Linked DNA regions of Rattus norvegicus: region 1 is linked to region 2. The links are chromatin contacts, called in public Hi-C maps. All regions are on one chromosome and are shown on one strand. The core of a region is the stretch at or near the end of the contact, and the rest is flanking DNA. Distances in the headings are between cores, read along the strand shown. Region 1 holds the start of Runx1t1l (RUNX1 partner transcriptional co-repressor 1 like). Region 2 has its middle 81 kb from the start of Trnat-agu10.

Region 1 (5,724 bases), core at 55-2,554, 170 kb after region 2:
GGGGGAGCTGAGCTCGGCGCGCGCCGGGCTCCGCGTCGCAGCCTGCGTCTGCCTGGCGTCCGCCACCCCGGGCTCCTCGCCCTGCATCTCGCTGTGCGAAGCGGCTGTCCGCAATCCTCAAGACTAGGCGGTCGGTCTCTGGGCGAGCGCGAGTGGGCGAGTGGCCACGGACATTCTGGCATCGCGAGGGAGGCGGCGCCGCGCCCTGGTCCTCTGGCCCCGCCGGCCAGCACCGACCGCAGGAAGTTTTATTTGCAGCTGGGAGCCCGCGGCGGATGGTGGGACTCTTCAGCCTTGTGCAGTGTAAGTGCCAACGGGCGAGCTGGGTCGGCGGGCGGGCTGGAAAGCGGGTGGCTGGGACCGGCCTTGGGCTGGCACTGTTAACTACCATGCCGATGACCGTCAGCATCGTTCGGATTAATTGGACCAAGAGGCTCTGGGCTGAACTTGACGCTCAACTAGAGTAGGACTGCGTAAAGCAGGGCAAAGAAGAACATCGAGGGTTCTGGAGTCTGCGATGGCACTGAACTTCGCGGACCAGACAAGACAGCATTTGCCTCCGCTTTTGCTTTAGATTCCCCGCACTCTCTTTTTATTTTATTTTAATTCTTTTTCAACGAAGGAGAACATAAAAAGACATGCATGTCTCCTTCGACTAAACAACTGGTCAATTGGTCCACGATGTGTTTGGCAGGTGGCTTCCCACCCTCATGGTGGGTTTTTAAAACTAGAAGCGAAAGGCTTATTTTCATGGTGGACTCCTTAATCCTAGGAACAAGATGAAGACCCCTAATTTGGTTCTGGGCTACAATTTGGTTAGGAGTCCCGTGAGCTGTACCCAGGCGCTGGGCGACCCGCCTGACAACTTTCTCTTACTCGGGTGTCTGGGGTGCTGTGATGGGAAGCCCCACTAGGATGATCAGGCGGCTTCTCTGAGCTAACTCTCCGACCGGAGGCAAGTCCGGAGCTTCACAGCCGGGGACACCTGGGTAGCATCGCTTCCACTGTACCTCAGTGCCCCGCTGGCCCAGCCGCCCTGGCCTTCTAGGGTGTTCCCATTACAGTCCCGACCCGGTGACGCCAGCCTGTTCCAAGCCTACAGTACAACGTAGTGCCCAGTAGCTCCCGCCGGGAGGAATCCAGACCCCAGCTGCAGCAGGAGAATTTCTTACGTTTTCCAGAAATCTCTCAGGGGAAGTAACTGGGGCTAGCAAATTCCCGGGCCCCACCGTTCACCATCCTCTGGGCGAGTCTAGAAAGAAGGTCCAGGTTGGTTAGGATATCTACACCCTCTCCCCCGACAGACCTTGTCCTGACCCGGATGATTTAAGCAAAAAAACGGTCAGGTCAGCAGACCACACTTAAGCCCAGGTTTCGAAACTGTTTCTCTCTCTCTCTCTCTCTCTCTCTCTCTCTCTCTCTCTCTCTCTCTCTCTCTCTCCTCTCTCTCTCTCTCTCTCTCTCTCTCTCTCTCTCTCTCTCTCTCTCTCTCTCTCTCTCTTTCTTTTAAGGTCAGTTAAGCTTTGGAAAAGTTTTGAGTGTTATGATTCCGGCAGTAGGATGTGAACCACCACTGTTACTAAAAATAGCTGCCTTCCCTCCTCCTCTTCCCACTAAAGGCTTGGAGGATTTGGCTGGAGTCTTGGAGTCCTAGGCCTTCCTAACTCTTTTGCAAAGGGTAGCAGGGAAATCTTTTGAATTTAGCTTTCCTTCAGGATTGGGCACCACAAATCCCAGCGTGCCCCAGCATGACTGGTGCCTATTGGGAAAATGCGCAGAAAGAAGCTTTAAAGGAATTATCTAGTATTCCCTGGGAAGATACAGTGAAGACCAGCCAGGGAGTGAGGACCAGGGGAGCTGGAGAGGCCACTCCAGACCAACTTCATGTGCTTGATGTAACTCTGAGCCCTCTTGAATTTTTAACTTCGCTTCCCTTAATTAATCTGCCCAGGGCCTGTGTATAAATGGCTGTCCACAGCTGCTGCAAATTGATTTATCTCCCGATAAAGGTCGGGTTGCTGACCAAAGCATTCTTTATACCTTCTGTGTGAACTAAAATGTGTTTTACAGGCTTTCTGCCCTCCTCGCCTCCTTTTCAACATCTGTATCATTTTTAAATGCCCTCGGTGGTTCTTATCATCCTCCTTCTTATAGACCAGAAGACCTGGGTCTATGCCCAGGAAGTCCACACTCCTCAGAATACAAATTGACCAGCTTCTCAGTGATGAACGAATTGTTAGCATGGGGGGCCTCCTTGGTTTATTCCAGCACTTTGCCTTGACCAGGCAAGTCTTCTCATGTGTCCCACTTCCCTGCTCTCAAAAATCCCAACATGCCATTGTTTCTTAAGTCTTTCTAACCTCAGTTAAGGTGTTTGTGTCAGTTGTAATGTCTCCAAACAAAAACACTTCCCCAATGCTTTATTTCTCCCTATCAGTCCTTAAAACGCTGTCTAGTTCTAGCATGATGGTGGCTGTTGATGAAGAGAGAGGTGGTTATGCGATTTCATTTTCTCTTTACTACTATTTTTGACAGAGCCAATTGTCTCCCATGATGTTAACTAGATTCTCAGTTTGCTCCAGATTTTTATTTTTATTTATTTATTTTTTAATTTTCTAAACAGGATGAGTGTTAGACAGTTGAACTCTTCCCTTATCATGCTGTATTTCCCATTTGATATTTTATTAATTGAGTCTTTGAACAGTCAGAATTCTAACAAAATTACCAAGGAATCATTCTTGGCACACAGAAATGGGATTTTAACTAAGCCCATGCTATGAGAAGAACTTCATGAACTTCGTATTAAAAACATTTGTTTAAACATTAATTAGAATCCATGTAGACTGCAGCCCCCTTTATTTGAAAAACTTGATACAGTATGGGAGAATTTCAGCACACAATTTTTGCTGGTGTCTCATCTAATAAAAGCAGCAGAGAGAACACCTGGATTTCTTTTCTCTCTAATATTTGGACAACTCAAAGCCTTGCAGAAGCCTTTGAAATGGCATTTTTCTTTGTTAAGTAAGTCTCTTTCACCCACCAATACCTGCTAATGACTTGATTTTTGAAGTGGTCTTTGCAAGGACCTTCCTAATAAGAAGCAGTCTACCTTCAGGACAGTGGAAGCCGCTCTGTTGAGTGACAGCTTCCTGGAACTATCAGGAGAGCAACCCTTGAGTTACAGATGACTAACTGCTTTGGAATACTTATCCGATCCTTTTCTGAAAGAAGGAAAACACTGCCCTTGGTGTTAGTGTCAGTGAAGAGATTTCCCATCGAGGTGTTAGCCTACATATTTTTGGGTAAACTCTCTGAATTGTGAAGAACCTCGCAAATGTCAGGTGCTGTTATAATTTATTTTATTGTAAAATAGAGGCTTAGCTAGCCCCCCCCCCTTCTTTTTTAAACACTGAAAAGGGATCACGAGAAAGAAATGCTTCCATTAAGAATGCTGGTCAGTGGTTGTCAGTTTAGGACATTCTTCACTGTCAAATCCTGTTTCTCACTTCTTTGATATGAACATCAGCTGACAGGCCCTGAATGCAAAGCCTTCTTCATTGAGGTTTTATGCAGGCAACATAGCCCCTCATAGCAAAGCAGTCTGAAAAATTGGCACCTGCACAATTTGCATGTGAAAAAAAAAAACCCAAGTCAGTTGCATTTTGCTGGAGTCTAGTACTGTAAGTTATGTAAGAGGGAAAGGCTGTTTGTTGCTGTTTGGGCATTTAAAGGTTCTTTATTTTAGGGGTGCCTTATTCGTCATATTGTGAGCTTTTGTCTTTATTGATAGCAAAAGCCGGGTGATGGGAGTTTTTGTTTTGGAGAAGTTATTTATTATGGAATGGAGCCATTTTGATCCGCGAGCCTACAAAAGTAATTTAGATTCAGTTGAAAATCTAAAATGTGGCTTGGAGGAAGGGTTTGAGAGTAATCTATTAAAAGTTAAGGAAGTGTGTACAGTTGAGCTAACAGGAGTATCAGTTGACAACAGTCGAGGATTTGAATAGCTATAGACTTCAGGACCAACTCAGAGTCCCCAAGAACATAGACAAACATTTCAAACTTCTAAACTTCGTTGGGGTGGGGGTGGGGGGCTGTTTCTCCCTATTTTCCTTGTTAAACTGTCACCTGTATGACCTTTCGAAAATTATATCTGACCCTCTTTATGTAAACCAACAAGTAAATGTTCAATCAGCCACAAAAACCTTTGTGAACCTTAGACTACTGTCCATCAAAGGGGACGTTTTATCCAGTGTAAGCTATTTAGTATTGTCTAAAGAGACACCTTCCAACCTCACCTTTTTTTTTTTTTACAGCCATTAATATAAGAGTTCCTAAATTATGTTTAAAGAACAGTGAACATTTTATTAAAGCAAACATTAGTTCAGTTTAATGGAGGTAATTGTAAATGATAAGACAGAGCAGGTTATCTCTGTGTTGTTTAAACAGAAGGAACTACTTTACACCGTTCCCAGCAGCCATCTGTAGAAGACAAGGGGTTGCACCTGTCTGTCCACACTAATTATAGATTAAGGCCAAAAAGAAATGAAATTTGAGGAGGTTTTCAGCTAATGAAATCCATACTGACTTTATTGTAAATGTGTTCTATGTAAAGAGGACGGTGGTTGAGTTGGGAGTAAATAAATTGCTATGTAGCTGCTAGGCACTTGCTTTTGGAGCACGATGCTACTGCATTAACCTTTGATATTAAACAAAAAAAAAAATGAAGACCGAAACTTGGACATGGGTGGCAGCCTTTGTTTGGCATCCATAGTTACAAGTGAGCAGCCGTGGGTTCAGCAGCTTAAACGCCAGAAATGTTTTCATATTCTGAAATGCAGATGAAGGGAGATCCAGTGTTAACTTATGTATGCATAGAAAGAGGGTTTATTATTGTTATTTTTTTTGTAAATTAGAAAGCTTTTTTTTTCTTTTTCTGCACTTTCAGCCTCACATCCATGAGAAATTAAAGCAAAATGAGGGAAGGATGCATCCTAAAATGAAAGGTCACACGGATGTCTACCGCATCTGTTTATAGTAATTATGAACATAATTAACATAAGAATTACAAATGAAATAATGACAAGCTGAGCAATGAGATATTATGCCGTAATGGTCATATGCTGGAATTCTCACATTATAGCACACTAGACTTCACAGACTCAAAGAAAGAAAGAGAACGCTAGATTTTTATCTGAGTTAATGTTTCAAAACTTATCTGCCTGGGGCAGATGGACTCCCTGCTTTTACAAGAAGGTAACCCATTATTAAGGAAAGAACTCATTGAAATTAAAATTTCGATTGAGCTTGGTTGTTATGTTGTCTGTAATTATAGGTACCACTTCCTGTTGGATACTCAGTCCGTGATAATAATTCTTGATTACTATGTTGCTTTGGATTTTGTTTTGATTTTTTTCTGGAAACAAGATCTCATTCTGTAGCCCAGGCTGGCCTAGAACTTACTATAGACTCCCAGGCTAGCTTGGTACTCATAGGGATGCTCCTGCATCAGTCTCCTGAGTGCTGAGATGGGGGAGGGGGATCACTACACTGAGCTCTTTATTTTTTATTGTTTGTTTGATTTGTTTTGTTCTTGTTTTTGTTTTAATTGAAAGCTTTGGAACAGAATACTTGGTTTAGAAGCCTCATGGAGCCTGAAGGCTGGTCACAGAGTGGTAGAAACACTGTACTTTCACAAAACAAGAACATCCGTACTTTAGCTGA
Region 2 (5,848 bases), core at 3,246-5,745:
TTATGAGACCTGAAAACAAGAATTCGAGAACAAAGCCTTGCCTGGTCTCAGCAGGGAACCTCCAATATGACTGTCTCTTACTGTTTGGTGCAGGTGATATGACACATTCTGAGAGCACCATGACTATTAACCTGGTGGTTCCAAAGAAATTCCAGTAAATAAGCTTGCAAATCTGAAAGTACCAAATAATGGGAACAAACAATCATTCGAGAGGAGTGGGAAAGCACTTTTTAAAAACTGGAATTGTGAACAGAATGAGGACTGAAAGGAGATGAGCTCGAAAGGAAATAGAAGCAACAGAGATTGATGATGGAGCCTTAGAGGCCAGGGATACAAAGCACTTTGACAATGGAATATGCCCGGCAATGGAAGGTGCTACAGAAGGCATAAAGCAGTCACAAAATTCTATGTATCTACGATTCCATAAATACCTTAGTAAGTAAGAGATGACTTTAGTTGTGCAAACAGAGCCAGTTGAGTCCTTTGTCAGTTCCGGTGACAGTGGCTATAGTAAGAGATTATCCATTGCTTTGACTTTCTGATTCAAGTGGAATTAGGGAAAAAAGAGGCATTCGATTACTATGTATTGAGAACTTTTATGTGTCAGGTATTAGCTAAGCATCAAAGGCAAATAATACAGAAATAATGGACAAACCTTTGTCTGCATGGATTACTGATTCTACCATGGGAGTCACTCACTATATTAACAAAGAGAAATAATACAATGTGTATTGCTTTTCTCACTGCTGTTGCAAATAGGAAATAGCTAAAGGAAGGCGGAGTTTATTTAACTCCCACTGGGAGGCATAATGTCTCATGACAAAGTAGACAAAGAGCACGAGGGCACTTGCTCAGGTCTGGGCAGATCAGGAAGCAGAGACGATAAAGGAAGTAGTGCTGAACTATAAAACTTGATGCAGGTGCCGTCTCCCCACCCTCTCCCTACCCAACCAGTGACACTTCCTTCAGCTACATCCTACCTCCTAAAGAATGTATGATGTTTTAAAACTGTGCCACCAGTTGGGACTAAGTATTCAAACAGATTCACCTGTAAGGGACATTTTATACCCAACCTGAAATATCCTACCTCTCACGTGATTGATTCATTGAAACGGCATGATTCTAAAATACATCCAATTAGGTTTCCCGGGTTCCCATAATCTAATAGTTCAAACACTGTTTAAAGGTCAAGGATCTAAAGTCTCTTTTGAGACATAGGACAAATTCATAACCACGAACCTTGATGTTAAAACAAAGCAAAACAAAAACCCCTTGATTCCATCACATGTTACAGGGTGAATATTCCCATTCTGAAAGGGAGGTGGGGGGCGGGGGAATGGAAGGAATGATAGGACCAAAGCAAGACTGAAGCCCAGCAAGTCAAACACCTGATCCTGAAGCTCTACCTCTGTCATCTGGCTCCTGATGGGTTGCTCCACCCACTGAGCTCCACTGTTTGCAGAACATGGCCACATTGGGAAGCTAGTGCTACCTAGCGCCTGCGACTTTCCCAGGAGAACATCTGTCCTTCTGGAATTCCCAATACCCTGGGTTTCAGCTGCTACCTATGTTTTACTGTCATAGCTTCATACAAAATCTACTTCAGAGCTCAAAGGAAGGAACTTGATCCTCTTAGTGGCTTGCTGGAGACTTGGTGCCAGAGAGAGAGAGAGAGAGAGAGAGAGAGAGAGAGAGAGAGAGAACAGATACAGAGACAGAGTGACAGAGACAGAGAGACAGAGACAGAGAGAGAGAGAGAGGGAGAGAGAGAATCTGTTTGAATGCATGCGCTTTAGCTGTGCTACAGCCTGCATGTTATGAGTTATACTATCTTGAAATTGACTCCACCAAATCACATAGTCATTTATTCTGAATCCAGACTCACTCTAGCTTTCAGGACATGGGTAGATCCAGATCTCAGCAAGATTATTTGTCAGTTTACAACACGTGCGACCTCCAGTCAATCCCTTGAAATAGTCTTTTTTCTTTTCTTCTGAACACCAGTGGGACACCAACTTTACCGTCTGCATTTCTATTAGCATTCTGGTCTTGTAAAATTCCAACTTCCACAAAAATGCCCCATTAAGCTTTGCCATGAGCACTCCAGGACTTCTCTGGCCCAAGAGTTCAAACTCTTCAACATACTTCCTACAGACCAGTTCCTAAGGCCTAAATCTTCCAAGGCCACAGTTGTCACAACAAATGGAACAATGTTACTTCTTGGTAACAATTTTCTATATTATTTACTTTTCTTGTTGCTTTTATAAAGGATCTGACTACAACAACTGAGGAGAGAAGGAATTATTTGGGCTAATGGTTTGAGGACACATTCCATCAGAGCAGAGAGGCTATGGTGGCAGGAATGGTTTTTCCATATGTCAGGGAGAGCAGGGTGCTGTTCTCTCATACATGTCAGTGGACTGAAAAGCAGGGAAGGAAGGGTGCTGATGCCCATCTGATTTTATGCTCCCTCCTCTTTTATTCAGTAAGAGGCATTGGCTGAGGAATGGTACCACCATATTCAGGGTGGATCTTACTCCTCAGCTAATTTGGTTAAAATATAATCAAAAGTGTACCTCATTGATACTTTCCATAGCTATTTCTCAATCTATTCAAGTTGACAATAGAAATTAATCATCATAGAATATGAATGCTAAGAGTGTGGAGATCAAAGGACATGAAGAGAAATATATTGACAGAAATTTAACAGATTTAAAATCTGGAGGAAATCTAAAAGGATTACTGGGTTGGGTCAGATGCATATCTCAAGAATCAGTGTCCTGAGCAGAGAGATCTAAGAGTACAATTGCTTTCCCCAATTAAGCAGTTTGCTTAGTGTATTCCAAACAGATTTCAGCCACCACATGGCTAAAAGAATGAAGCAAGAATGAGAGAGATAAGAGTGACAATCAAGTGACCATATCTCCAGTCATCTATATGACCATATATAGCCATCTGAAGTAGCACAGGAAACAGGTGGTAATAGGATTTGCGGAAGTGAGAAATCACTCATAACTAGAATGGCTTGGAAGGCTTGGGAGATCAATCCATATCTAAGAGAAGGTTTAGAAGAGAGAGGCAAGGTGTGTGCATAGGAGTAGATGGGTCAATAATTTGTGTCTGTCTTAAATGCAGTAGAGAAAATATGAGGAGGCAAAAAAGTGGACATGAAAAATACTTGTACAATCTGGCTGCATACAACACTGTACAGGGGTGACTGAGGAGTGAATGAACCTCAGAGATAAGGAAGTCTTAAATAGGAGTCATTGAAGGCCAACTTAATTCCAGCCAGGAGAGTTGCTGAGTGCTCATGTGTTAGACAATTGGGCACCTTAGAAAGTTGAATTTAGAATGAATGGAAGGAAGGAGAGTCAGAAACAGTTTGGTGGTCAACTTGCTGGGATTTAGAATCACCAGGAAATGAACCTCTGTGTGTGAGCCTGCGCAGGGGGGGTGGGGGGGTCTCCTAGTTTATGCCAACTGAGTTACAAAGACTGACCCTAAAATAACTGAATAAAAAGGAGAAGGGCAGCTGAGCACAGTCACACCTCTTTGCCTCCTTTCTGTGGATGTAGTGTATTCAGCCACTCCTCAAACTCCTGGTGCCATGACTTACTGTATTGTGGTGGACTGCCCAAATAGACCCTAACTTCTTTAAGTTGCTCTGGTCAAATTTAAAATCACAGCAAAGAAAGAATATGATGAATGCAATCAGGAAGACAAAGTAAGAGCTCATAAGGCACATGACAGGTCCAAACTACTGGAGTAGAAAGATAGACACATGCACACACTGTGATGAGACATTGTGCAATGTTGAGAATTTGCAGAAATGGTAGAGGTGCTGAGCTCCCCGCTGACAGAAGTCACAAAGATTACAGAGAAATCTTGGTATGGGGAGTGAATGGCACAAGAGTTGCAAACATGAGACATAGATGAAGATGCTCCACAGACAATTGGAGGCAGAGGAAACAGAGATAGTAAAAATTAGAGCATACCCTTGGGATAAAACCCTGGTCCGCTTGTCTTTAAATAACTCCCACACCAAGCATATCAATTGAATTTCTGTAAGTGATTCCTGCATAGATTAAAAACCTAGGTATGTAATGAGATCACGTGGGCTCCAAGACATTAAAATGCAGGTCAAGTAATAAACCGTCAAATATAAAGTTAACTAGTCAACAAAACAAACCAATAAACAAGGGAGCAAGAGGCTGGAGGCTTAACAAAGCTGTGCTAAGTTCATTTTAGAGAAGAGCTGAATGGAAAGGAAAGGCTTAGAAATGCAGAGGCTGTAAATACGGTGGTGGAGGAATAAAGGGTTCTTTGCTGCCCAGGTCTCAACAAGCACCATGTCACCAAGTCACTCTGGAGAGAGGAAGATCCACAGTTTTATTGTTCAGATGAAAAGGGTTAATTCCCTGTGGAGCGCATCTCTAAACAGCTTCAGAATGGCAAGCTTTCAGCTGCCTCTTCCAAGACCACAGGGAAAATTTTCAATGGCTATTACACAGCTTTCTGTGGGACTGGAGGAGGGCCAAGTCTCTGTTGCTCAAGTTCGCATTGTAGCACATGATGGAAATTTACCCATTCTGTATGAGATCATCCCTAGAAGAAGTCCTCAGTGTGGGACTTTAGGAAAAAACAGATAGATAGATAGATAGATAGATAGATAGATAGATAGATAGATAGATAGATAGATAGACAGACAGACAGACAGACAGACAGACAGACAGATGCCTTCCAGGACAAAGATGCTTTCCAGAGAGGCAACAATTTTCAAAACAAACAAACAAGCCAGACATCCAGAAGATGGATCTTGTTTTAAGTGTTTACCAAAGGACAATGTCTGCTTATAAGCAGCGGAGTAATCATCAGCATCGCTCCCTCTACCCTCACCCCCATTGCTTATTTTGCTGGATTAAGAGCAAAAACAAAAACCAAATCAAGAAAGCCCATGGTCCCTGGTATTTTCTTGTAATTAGAGTGGAAGCCTACCTTGCTACTTACTCACAAACTGTAATTTAAGAACTCAGTCTTTGGCCTGGGGTATGACTCTGTCAGTAAAGGGTTGACTTCCCAAGCCTAAGGCCCTGAGTCTGGAACCCTAGCACCTTTGGAAAGAGGCAGATGAGGCGCTTGTAATAGCTATGCTGGGAAGGCAAAAGCAGAACGATGGCTGGGTAATCTGGCCAAACTGTAAACTGCAGGTTCAAGGAGAGATCCCGGCTGAAAACCTAAGGAGGAGAACAACCACAGAAGGCATCAGACGTCAGCCCTGATTTGCACATGGGCACAAATGTGTATATACTCACAGACACAGGCCACACATGCATGAGCACATGAACAAAACACATGTGTGCACACGTACAAAAGGAAGATTTAATTTAAGAAAATCACTATTTAATATTGAAGAGGAAGTTTTAGAACATCTTGAGAACCCAACATGAATTTGGGAGGGGGAGAGCGATCATCCTGTGACCTTTAACTTACAATGAGTCCCACTTAGCTTTATAAAGATTAGGAAGTCTGCCATAAACCTTGGGATGGCCACAAATATTAAGTGAGATGCTGTCATTGTCATCTACAAAGGAAAGCCCTTGTTAACATCCAACTGGGAGCAGACAGCTACTCTACCATACATACTCATTCAGATTTCTGCTAGGTACTTATTGCCATCTAACATGTGTTTACTGCCTTACCTACTTAATATCAGTGTCATCCAAGCAGGTTCTAATGCCCAAGAAAATAAGGATATTGCTTCATGTACCCACCTGTCTCTAGACACATAACAATGACTGGAAGGCAGTAAATACTGAATAAATATCCATTAAAAAAGTAAATCAGGCCA

What was found. A called contact is a pair of places that touch in the nucleus more often than the background predicts.
Region 1: a contact with region 2 is called in a Hi-C map of psoas muscle, with 2.3 times the contacts expected there. The contact joins the promoter of Runx1t1l here to the enhancer-like site in region 2. A contact is called at or near these places in 2 of 12 Hi-C or Micro-C datasets (frontal cortex and psoas muscle).

Annotation. Positions count from the first base shown.
Region 1 is chr5:31,984,779-31,990,502 of GRCr8, forward strand. It overlaps Runx1t1l (RUNX1 partner transcriptional co-repressor 1 like), which reads right to left and starts at 1,305. Exons shown (of 3, transcript XM_063261269.1): 1 at 1-1,305. The coding sequence starts at 409. It also overlaps a transcript of Runx1t1 not described here.
Region 2 is chr5:31,809,221-31,815,068 of GRCr8, forward strand. No RefSeq gene overlaps it. Among named protein-coding and RNA genes, the nearest start is that of Trnat-agu10, 81 kb to the left of the region's middle. Within about 2 kb of position 4,496, at least 4 of the 93 cell types and tissues checked have an H3K27ac peak or open chromatin away from gene starts, as enhancers often do.